2 separate regions of the Danio rerio genome follow, and region 2 is linked to region 1. A link is a contact called in public HiCAR-type data. All regions are on one chromosome and are shown on one strand. The core of a region is the stretch at or near the end of the contact, and the rest is flanking DNA. Distances in the headings are between cores, read along the strand shown.

Evidence for each region. HiCAR-type assays count read pairs that join an accessible place to other places.
Region 2: a contact with region 1 is called in a HiCAR-type map of caudal fin, with 9 times the contacts expected there. The contact joins the promoter of pax9 here to the promoter of slc25a21 in region 1. A contact is called at or near these places in 6 of 18 Hi-C or Micro-C datasets (caudal fin, embryo and hematopoietic stem cells) and 3 of 4 datasets of contacts at active chromatin or transcription factors (caudal fin, embryo and gastrula embryo).

Annotation. Positions count from the first base shown.
Region 1 is chr17:39,894,462-39,900,240 of GRCz12tu, forward strand. slc25a21 (solute carrier family 25 member 21) reads left to right here and starts at 3,663. Exons shown (of 11, transcript NM_001076632.1): 1 at 3,663-3,720; 2 at 3,945-4,029. The coding sequence starts at 3,963.
Region 2 is chr17:40,110,258-40,116,036 of GRCz12tu, forward strand. pax9 (paired box 9) reads right to left here and starts at 2,118. Exons shown (of 4, transcript NM_131298.1): 1 at 1,971-2,118; 2 at 889-1,521. The coding sequence starts at 1,974.

The DNA of each region.
Region 1 (5,779 bases), core at 2,413-4,912:
ATTATACAATATACACTCACCGGCCACTTTATTAGGTACACCTGTCCAACTGCTCAACTCAAATTTCTAATCAGCCAAACGCATGGCATCAACTCAATGCATTTAGGCATGTAGACATGGCCAAGACTGTCTTCTGCAGTTCAAACAGAGCATCAGAATGGGGAAGAAAGGTAATTAGGTGACTTTGAATGTGGCATGGTTGTTCATGACAGACTGGCTGGTCTGAGTATTTCAGAAACTGCTGATCCACTGAGATTTTCATGCACAAACATCTCTAGGGTTTACAGAGAATATTCCGAAAAAGAGAAAATATCCAATGAGTGGCAGTTTTGTGTGTGTAAATGCCTTGTTGATGCCAGAGGTCAGAGGAGAATGGCCAGACTGATTGAAGCTGATAGAAAGGCAACGGTAACTCAAATAACCACTCACTTCAACCAAGGTGTGCAGAAGGGCATCTCTGAATGCACAACACATCCAACCATGAGATAGATGGACTTCAGCAGCAGAAGACCACAGCAGCTGCCACTCCTGTCAGCTAAGAACAGGAAACTAAGGCTACAATTCACATAGGCTCATCAAAATTTGACAATAGAAGATTGGAAAAATGTTTTCTGTCCGATGAGTCTCGATTTCTGCTGCAACAATCAGATGGTGGAGTCAGAATTTGGGGTCAACAACATAAAATGAAAGCATGGATCCATCCTGCCTTGTATCAATGGTTCAGGCTGGTGGTGTAGTGGAGTGAGGGATATTTTTTTGCCATACTTTGGGCTCATTAGTACCAATTGAGCATAGTGTCAACACCACAGTCTACCCGAGAATTGTTGCTAATCATGTCATGCCTTTATGACCAGTGTACCCATCTTCTGATGGCTACTTCCAGCAAAATAACGCTCCATGTCATAAAGTGTGAATCATCTCAAGACTGGTTTCTTGAACATGACAATGAGTTCACTTTACTTAAATGGCATACACAGTCACCAAATCTCAATCCAATAGAGCACCTTTGGGATGTGGTGGGACGGGAGATTCACATCATGGATGTGCAACTGACAAATCTGCAGCCACTGCTTGATGCTATCGTGTCAGTATAAACCAAGATCTCAGAGGAATATTTCCAGCACCTTGTTGAATCTATGCCACAATGGATTAAGGCAGTACTGAAGGCAAAAGGGAGTAAGGTGTACCTAATAAAGTGGCCGGTGGGTGTAGTTACATGAAGTATACAAAACAGCCATACGAAAATTTTGTTTTTTAAAACTTTTCCCAAGTGATGTTTAACAGAGCTGGGACAATATATATATTTATTTATATATATATTTTTTTAAATAATTTTTATGGTCAATATTATTAGTTCCCTTAAGAATTTTGTTTTTCTAATTGGCAACAGACCTGTTGTCCAATGACCTGTCTATAGCTAACCTAGTTAAGCCTTTCAATTGCACTTTAAGCTGAATACTAGTATCTTACTAAATGACTAGTCGTATATTATGTACTGTCATCATGCCAAGAAATTAGAATTGAGTTATTTAAACTATTATGTTTGAATTTTTGCTAATAATTGTAGATTTTTTAAAAATATTTAATTGTATTACAAAGAAGTAATTTTTTTCAGGATGTGTGTGCCCTTATCAATCCCAGACAAATTTACAGAATGGTTTGCTTAGATGTTACTTCTTCTAAGCAAAGGTCGCTGGTTCGAACCTCGGCTCAGTTGGTGTTTCTGTGTGGAGTTTGCATGTTCTCCCTGCCTTCGCGTGGGTTTCCTCCGGTTGCTCCGTTTTCCCCCACAGTCCAAAGATATGCGGTACAGGTGAATTGGGTAGGCTAAATTGTCCGTAGTGTATGTGTGTGTGAATGTGTGTGTGGATGTTTCCCAGAGATGGGTTGCAGCTGGAAGGGCATCCGCTGTGTAAAAAACTTGCTGGATAAGTTGGCGGTTCATTCCCCTGTGGCGACCCCGGATTAATAAAGGGACTAAGCCGAAAAGAAAATGAATGAAGTTGCAGAATTAATGATTAATAATTGCGAGTTCCCTAATTCACTGGCCACCGTGTTGCTTTATAGACGGGGTGGAGTTTGCTCTGCTCCAGGCAGGTCAAAGTGCTAATGGCATTTCCCTGCCAATAGCCTGCTATAAAATCACATTTGAGAATTAAACAGGGGGAAAATGTGTATCTTAATACAGTAATATCCCCATTACTCAGCCAGACTCTCTCTCTCTCTCCAATTTAGTTGTAACACTGAATTAGGGAAAGCCTGCGTTTCATTGTTGCCTTTTGCAGGAATAATAAAAAAATACTAAAAATCTGTGGTTCACTACATGGTTTGGAGGAATCCCAGACTTTCTCAAGGATGTATTTTTATGTTTTTTCTTCACATTTTAAATCACAGCTTTTAGTTTATGAGACGTCAAGTACACTATTTTAAGCTCTGTGTATTTTTAGTGTCTGAGGTGACATATCTGATTTACTTGGTAGGCTACTATAGGTTTAGTGTGCTTAAAAGTTATTTTTCACAATCTATTGTGTTTAGGTGTGGGCCGGCATAAAATTCTAGCGGTTTAATAACCTTGAATAAAACAATCACAGTTTCACGCGATGTGATCACTGCTCCAAAATAAGTTCTTTTTAAATCTCTGGGTAAAAAAACAACTTTTTCCCCCTATTGAACACAATAAATTTTATTTTAGGAAACATTTCAAGTATTTTAAACTCATAGATTTTGATGTGGATGTTGCTTTTTTGCTGGAGATACTGTTGCCGTAAAAAAAAAACCCCGAAATAAAATAGTTTTAAGAAATAACTTCAATATACCGTATAGGAACAGAATAACAGAAAGCTTTGGCAGTTTTCCAAACCATGGTAAACCTTGAAACCGATTATCATCCCAATGCTAATTGTGTATAGGCTTATATTTATGTTATGCTTTATTATTTACTTGCATTAGATAAATCTAAAATCAAAACCTTTGTGCGATACAAATGTATTTTAGAGGTGCACTTCAACTTTTAGTCTTTTAAAGTGCCACTTACTGATGTTTATGCTAAATATGCCTAATAACTATATTTTTGTTTGCTATATAAAACAAGTTACACTGAATAAAATAACAGACTTTGAAAACCCTCTTTTGTCTTTGAATGTTGTATAATGTCCATGTTAGCATTTATGCTAAAGAACGCTAAACTTGTTCAAACCAAAATATAAACAACAAAACATTTTCATGTAAAGAAAGATTATTAATTGATACAACATTAAAAAGTATTGCTAATTAAGTTAAGACAAAGCAAAAAATAGAAAAAAAGTTAAAAAAAAAAAAAAGTGTGTTTGAACCATAGACTGTAAAAACGGTTTGAATACTTTGGTCTAAGTGAGTAATGAACGCCAGTGGAAAAAGAAATGTGAAAATTTCATAGTTTCTCTGGCTTACGGACAAATACGAATAAATCTACAGTTGATATGGAATGTTGTTGTTATATTGTATCGATTTTTTAGTATTATGTACTTTAATCATAGGCTAGTAGGCTATTCATCCTCTGCCCAGTGGACTCTGTGAGCTGAATTTGTCTCCGAGTTAAAATTAACCTGCACACATGAACTGCCTCAGCGCGCGCTCACGCACAGATCTCCGTCGTTTCTGTTCGCGCCAGGACGCCTCGTGTCACAACAGCTCGAGGAACTACTACAATAAACAGTCAACTCAAATCCCAAACTAATCAGCGTAAGGTTTAATCCATATAACGTTACCACACTATATTACGCGCCGTATGGCCAAATGAACACAACGACCGACTGTTACTGATTTTAACGTTTGCTACACTATGTATTTACTCGAGACAGTCACTAATAATGTCAAACACTAAAGTCATAATGTTAACACATATGAAATGACAGCTGTTTCCATTAAGTCAGCGCGGCTATGACAGTTTGTTTTCCTCAACACAGGCCCAGAACCAAACAAAAATGACATCTAAAAAGCAAAGTTTGCTGAGAGAAGCGTCTCATCAGATCATTGCGGGAGGTTCAGCAGGTAAGACGAGATTTAACTTTTCTCTTTCATACAATCCACGAACTTTGTTTACCAAGTGGTTCTGTCTCGCGCGCTGCTCGTGCAAATTCAGTAGTTAGTTGGCAGACTTTCAGTGGTGCCTGAGGTACTTTCATAGGGTGTGATTTGTATTATACTGTTGCTATTGTTCCTTGAATGTGTTTAGTGGGTGATTTTGAAGCAGATAGAAGTAGGAATCCTTTGACCGGATGTATGTCCGAAGAGGGACGCGGGAGACACGCGCACTTCTGATGGTTCCGTTTACTAATCGTTCCCTCTGAGTTTTACTTTGTTCACGCGTTCATTTCAGAGCATAAAGGCTGGGTATTTAGTGACATTAAACAAAGAAATAATACAGTAACACTAAAACCAATCCAGCAGTATGAAATGTATAAAACGATATCTAATAATAGCTCATCCTAATGCGAGAGCAAGGGAATTTTAAAACGAAAGTCTCTGAGATGGTTAGAAACATATTGAGTTCTGTTAAGTTACGTCTTGTATTCTGCTCATTATACTTCTGTATGTATGCATTTTACTCATTGGATTAAATTTTATGTTTTTTTCTTTTCTTTATTTCATGTTCACATGCCGGTTTAAATATTAATTTATTTATATTTTAAATTACATTTATTCGCATATTTTTTTACTATTTATTTGTTTTTTATTATGATTTAATATTACTTTTATTATTATTTTAACAAATTATCCAGTACATAATTAATAATACAGATAAATTATAAAACTTAATACTTAAGCTCTACCATAAATCTACCTGGGAGTCACTGAAGCAATAATTTACATCATGGTTTAGTCAGAATCAAGTAAAGTTGATTCAATATTTTTTGGAGCCTTAAATAGAGAGAATTAGAATTTTTATATATATATATATATATATATATATATATATATATATATATATATATATATATATATATATATATATATATATATATGAGCAATTCCATGAAAATGTCAACCTTGCCATGAAAAGAAAAATGTTTTCACCAAAATAGCGAAACCGTTTCTACATTTTTTGCGCAGGCAAGTGTTTTACAGTACTTTAAAAATACTTAAAAATGTGTCTGTCAATGTTTTCAAACTATTATATTTGATTTACCAAAGTCACACAAATGGCAATTTCACATCCGTCACATCCATAACGAAAAAGTGTCACATCCATAACAAAGCTTTTCCCTCAAAAATGCAAAAATGTCAAAATAAAATAAAATCAATCACTTTTGTTCTATAAAGAGCCAACTCTTATCCTTTTGTTAAGGAATATTTATTTTGGGTTGTGCAGTTTAATTCACAGAATTTCTACGAAATATGTTGTATACTGTAAACTCGCACTTTTTTTGTCACATCCATAACGCTTGTTTATTTTCCTCATTTAAAGTATAAAAATGTGCACAGATTGATTTTTTTTGATCCTATAACTCTGTGGTTAGTTGTTTTGGAAAATATAAACAGATGATTCAATATAATGTTAACGTATACTTTCTCTGTGAATTTATGTTTTGAATTTTTACTGCAAATGTATCATCCATAACGCTGGAATCAGACATATATATATATATATATATATATATATATATATATATATATATATATATATATATATATATATATATATAAGAAGAGCTCAGATGCAAAAACCTCTTAGTGCTGTCTGAAATTTACATTAGAAAATGATAATTTTTCTCAGACTCCTATCTTTATGTTGAGTTTT
Region 2 (5,779 bases), core at 868-3,367, 210 kb after region 1:
CTGCCGTAAACATCTGCTTATCGTTTAGAAATGCAGTATTGGTTAATAAAGGCCGCCTAAACTCAATATCCTCATCTGCGTTTGAAGCATTATTGTCAACACTGCCTTTGAAAAGGCGAACAACTACAATTAAATAAGACAGGCTGCGGCCTTTACATGATACTGTACGCATAAAACAACAGGATAAGGCAAACAAACAGATTTATCAAGGTTGCATATAATGTTATTCCGTTTCCACGTTTCCTTAAGATAATTTTAATATTCACTAAATGACCGACATAATTGAAGTCGTTAATTGAAGAAAATAAAACGTTCGGCCTCAATTCAAGTCCATAACATGCTTAGGCTAATGAAAAGCCTTGCTGTGTAGGCATTCGCAAATTGTTTTTAAAAAAAATGTACTTGAAATAAATCGTGTAAAATGTGGGCCCTAGTAGCCTATATAACGCTGCTGGCCTTAAAAAGCATTTTTTTCCTCTTGGCTGGGCCAATTCTTCGTTATATTCCACATCCGCTATATAATTATTACTAAAAGCCTTAAACCGTCTGTTTTATTGCAAACGTGGAGCTTCTGCAAACATTTCAGCACAATGTTTGAATCATCCCACATCGCTTTAAAAATTTGTTCGTATTTAAAATTTTGCGGACTTGTTAAATAATTGCGTCCAATAAAATTATCGACTTTTGTATAGCTTTTAATTTCAACAACTTACGTTTTAGTCAGTCCATCGCTACAAAAACATCTCATTTAATTTCATTTGAGAAACACAGACATGCACAAAATGTCACACACGCTTTGACAGGCCTGAGAACAGTCTTTTGGCATGTCCACAGACACACAAAAACAAGGACAAAGTTTGTATTACCAAAAACTGAGAGGATGCTTACTTTGCTGCTCCGTTATTGATCGAATGCCCAGAATATCTGTAACAGAATGAGAGGAAGGCCATATCCTATGCATTGCCATATGTCCAGGAAGAGTGGGCATGCCAGGCGGAGTTGGTACTTTAGTCCCAGCGGCTGCTATTGGAGTTGGATACGAATACAGGTGGTTGTAGGGTATGGTGGGTTGAGGTTGAGGATGAGAGGCCTGTTTGCTCGACTCGTACTGGTTCTGTTGAGACAGATTCCCGATCTTGTTGCGGAGAATCCTACTAATTGAGCTGACAGAGGGCAAATTAAATTTATCACATACGCCGTCCGCGAGCAGTCTGTCTCGAATCTCCCATGCGAAAATACCAGGGTCCCGTTGCTTGTAAGTCCTAATGTGCTTGACTACGTTTGGGGTCGTGACCCTCGGTTTACTGCCGCCGATTGCACCGGGAAGTATTGAGCCGGTTTCGTTGTACCGAGCCAGAATCTTGCTCACGCAGCCGTGGGAGACGCGGAGCTGCCTGCTGATGTCACAAGGCCTGATGCCCAACTGGGCCAACTCTACTATCCTGAGCCGGATGGCATTGGGTAGGGGTCTTCCGTTGACAAAAACACCGCCTAGTTGGTTCACCTCCCCAAAGGCTGGCTCTAGTTATGCAGATATATAAAAGAAAAAAATAGCATAAAACATCAGATATACCTAGGCAATGGATCGTTAAACTTTAATATTTCAGTACGTCGGATTCATTTTCGATTAAATTCGATTTATCTATGTTTTGTGTTTGCTTTCAATTAAAGATCGTGTTTGCTTCTCTGTCAATGTTTACTGCAAAAAGCTAAGTGTCACAAAACAAATTCTGTCATGATACACGAAATTGTACATTCGGTAACTTAGGCACGTTTTGGACGCGATTACGCACAATCGCAGCAATGTGCCATTCTAATTTCCGAAATGACGATCGAAGCATCAGTCGTTTTAACAGTTTTGAGTCAAGAACTGAACTATATATTACTTATATGTCGAACAGTTTTTTTTCCCCTCAAATGTGTTAATGCATGCCCGCTCCCATGTGGGAAAACATGAATATAGATCTTACCCATTGCGTTTAGCCTCCCGAGGAAAAAAGAAACTTCACTATGCTGTCCTATTCTGACCTGTTCCGAGTCCAGTTTAGCTGGTAATTATTGCACCGAAGCCGATGCAGATGAAAATTAAGCGTCCGAGACGGATGTGATAGCGATTAGTTGCAAGAGAGGAAAATTCGCCTTCTGTTTCCTTATGGCAGGGAACACAGGCTTACATTTCAATCCTGAAAATGGTGGGCTGGCCATTTACACATGTCTCCTAAACGAGGTGCTGCCAGCCAATCACACAGCGAGGTACTTCCATGTTGTTTTTCTATTGGCTGACAAGTTTGACATGACAGGCGTTTGCACTAGCGTAGGCTTCCCCTTTCGCGTTTGAACTAGTGGACAGGGTTCCCCGAGTCTTGATTTTCTTTTTAGACACATCTTGAATGGTAAGTGTTTGCAACATTGCACTGTAATTTTGTTTCATAAGCATAATTCTAATTATTACGTCGACTAGAAGAGTGGAGAACTTTGCGTGTCTTATCCTGATATCATCTTTAATTTGATTCTGACGCGTCCGCTTTATTGAGTGGTTCGTATAAATATAGTAGGCTAAATAAAAAGGCAATTTTACAAATGCATTTTGATTTGGTGGTATAGCAATAGACTAGTTTCAGACCAACGGTTAAAATGCTGTTTGATAATAATAATAATAAAAGAAGAAGACGATGGCTGGTGAAATATGGAACAATGGATCAGCCCCGTCAGTCGTTTTACGAATAATTTATTTAGGTTGATTAAAATTAAATAGCAAAATGTGGATGGTTTACATAATCAAAATGAAATTTAGCATCAACTCTTCATAATACACAGTTTTTCATATTAGTCACTCGTATAAAAGCATAAATTTGGCAAGGCCATAAGATTTTTTTAGGCTTCATTGATTTTCGTGGGATTATGAATTGATGGCATAATGATACAGTTATTTAAATATATATAAAATGACGACGACTTGAAAAGGGTAAACAAACTATTTCTGTGTATGTTTGATGAAGTGAATGTGAGCCATCAGACTGGCACAATGGTTAAAGAAATAATAAATTCTTAATAAATATTGTTTTAATTGAAGCTTGTTTACTAGTTACACATAGCACATAGGCACCATTAAAAGTTAGGCTAAGTACGGTTCATGTTAAATGTGTAAATGTATTATCGAGTACACTAGGATTAGTAATATATATATTTAGTAGTATTCATTATTAGTAATGCCTACAGGATTTGATAAAATTTTAGAATATGTAAAAATGTGTGGTAGGCTATTGTTTAGCTGCGCTCAGGCCTGTTAGAACACTATAAAAGCCATTGCAAAGATAGTGGCAAGTTATTTGTATTATTGTTGTTTCCTGTTTACCTAAGATACTTGAACCCTTTCAAGGTTTTCCCTATCAGCGTTTGGTTTTCTCTTATGGGGTGTACTATCTTAGACTTCACAAACTTTACTCTTTACCTAGTTCAAATCTCGCAGCTAACTGGAGTTTGACTTATCTTGCTTTAGTTTCATTACATTTGGGTGAGGGAAAACAAATTAGCTTTCATTCATGCTTATACGTTTAAATAGTGTCCTTACAAGTATATTTACGATTCTCATATTGTATGTTGTACATTTTGACGTTCCCTTACGCGCAAGCTCATAAGAATTCACTACACCACAGCAGTATGTTTTCATCTAGGCTGATTTTAGGGCCCATATCCTCTGTATTGCCACTCATTAAACGATTCTTAATCGTTGAAGTACCTAAAATCACCCAAATAATAATGTTTCTAATCAATCTAAGGACTTTGGATATTCAAAGTATTTGAATTATTCAAATCAGCCTCTTGCGTTTTAAAGAACTACCAAAGTAAACACCAAAGATTTGGCTTGTTTGCTGCTTTAGCCGAGTGAAGGGACAAAGCTAAACTGAAAGCGATACGGGGTAAACGTGATCGTCTGATTTATATGGGTGAAGTGTCTATGCAAGAGCGTGTTATAGGACGACAATGCAGTTACTATCCTCCAGATTAGATGGAGTTTCTTAAATAATTTTAATGTGTGGTTCGTTTACTGGCTGCGTATCATGTTCTCTTGCGTCGTTTGTTATGATTGCAGAAGGAGGGCATAAATCCAGCGCACTAACTTACCACCGAGAGATAGAGAAAGGGGTGCGTTAATGAGGTGTGAAGACTGATGTGAAAGGCAGCCTGCTTCTGCCGCACTTGCAGCCTTTGCGTGGGACAGACCCACATGATATCTTTCTTTTGTCTTGGTTATAAAACACCATGAACTTCTTGAAAATAGTCCATGAATGAATTATTATACACAAAACTATCATACATTCACAAGCCTCTTCTATGATCGCAGCACTGAACATATAAAAGAATTGCCTTTATTCCCGTATGTAGTAATTTTAGAATATATGTAATGTTTTTGAATATATAATGATTGGGGAAAACTTAAAATTTGAAAATGATGACAAAAAAATAGGAAAGACAAACTTAGCCTACTGGGAAGTCGATGTACAATTGCACAAATGCATAATTTCTGTAACTTTTTATTTGTAATTTATTTTTACTGGTTTTAATTTATTAGACATGCATATTTATTCTACAACAAATTAATTGCTTTATTATGGCCGGTTGCTGTGCTGAAATGACATGATAATGTTGTGTCTTGGATGAGATACACAGCAGTTTATTTTAAGCTCGAGCTGCACAGACTGGTGTTATGTTTGTGCGACGTTCTACGCCTTTTTTTTTTTTTTTTTTTTTTGGAAAGATAAAAGAATTAGTTTAAATAGATTAGCCCAGAGTGGAACTTTTGTAACCATTTATTTACGTAATTTCGTTTCAGACTGTTTAGTTGAATTCCTTTGGATATAAGCAAAAACATAAGATATTTTAAGAATGCTGTAAATCATACAGTATTGTACCGTCGATATTTATTTGTGCAAACACAATACTGAAACGTTTCTCAAAATATCTTCTTTTAAAAGTGTCCTGCAAAAGAAAAAAAATGTATGCAGATTTGGAACTAAGGTGAGTAAATGATGACAGTTTTCATTTTTGTATAAAGCTGGTTAACAGTAATTCGGTTAATACCATCAAGCACAAGTGACGCATCACATCGTCACGCATCATTATTATTAAATATTATTCTATAGGTAGGCCTACATATTTTAAAAGGCTGTCAGTATTTCGATAAAGCACATGTTTTACAGATTTTAACGATGTAGAGTATCATTCATACAAATTATGTATCGTTATTATTTCTCCGTGACCCCAAATTGATCAAATAAGATTTTGTTGTTAGTTTGTTAGACCTCAATTTCAGACCTCAATTCAAAGTCTTTTTTGTTCGTAAATGTGTTTTTTAAATAATTATATTAATAATAAAAAAGTCACCGTATAAATAATCTTGTCCTGTTTTTTGGAACTGCTTCAAGTTTAAAATGTACGTTCAAATTAAATGTACAACAACATAAATTCGTTAGCGTTGTTAACAGATAAAATAGCCAGTTAAATAGAAACAATTCAATTTATTCAAATTAATGATGAAAATAATATTACTATTATTATTTAAAAAGGTCTTTGCCAATTCGAACCGAAATTATCTTTATTATTTAGAATGTATTAAAGTGTTTGCATTTAAACTAAATTATTAATATTTAGAACTACTTGGAATTATTATTATTATTATTATTATTATTCAGCAAACAAATAGTTGTCAATAAGTGTCCTCAATAATGGAGTAAAAAAAACAAAGTTCACGTTGATATACTTAAAATTTTAAAAACTA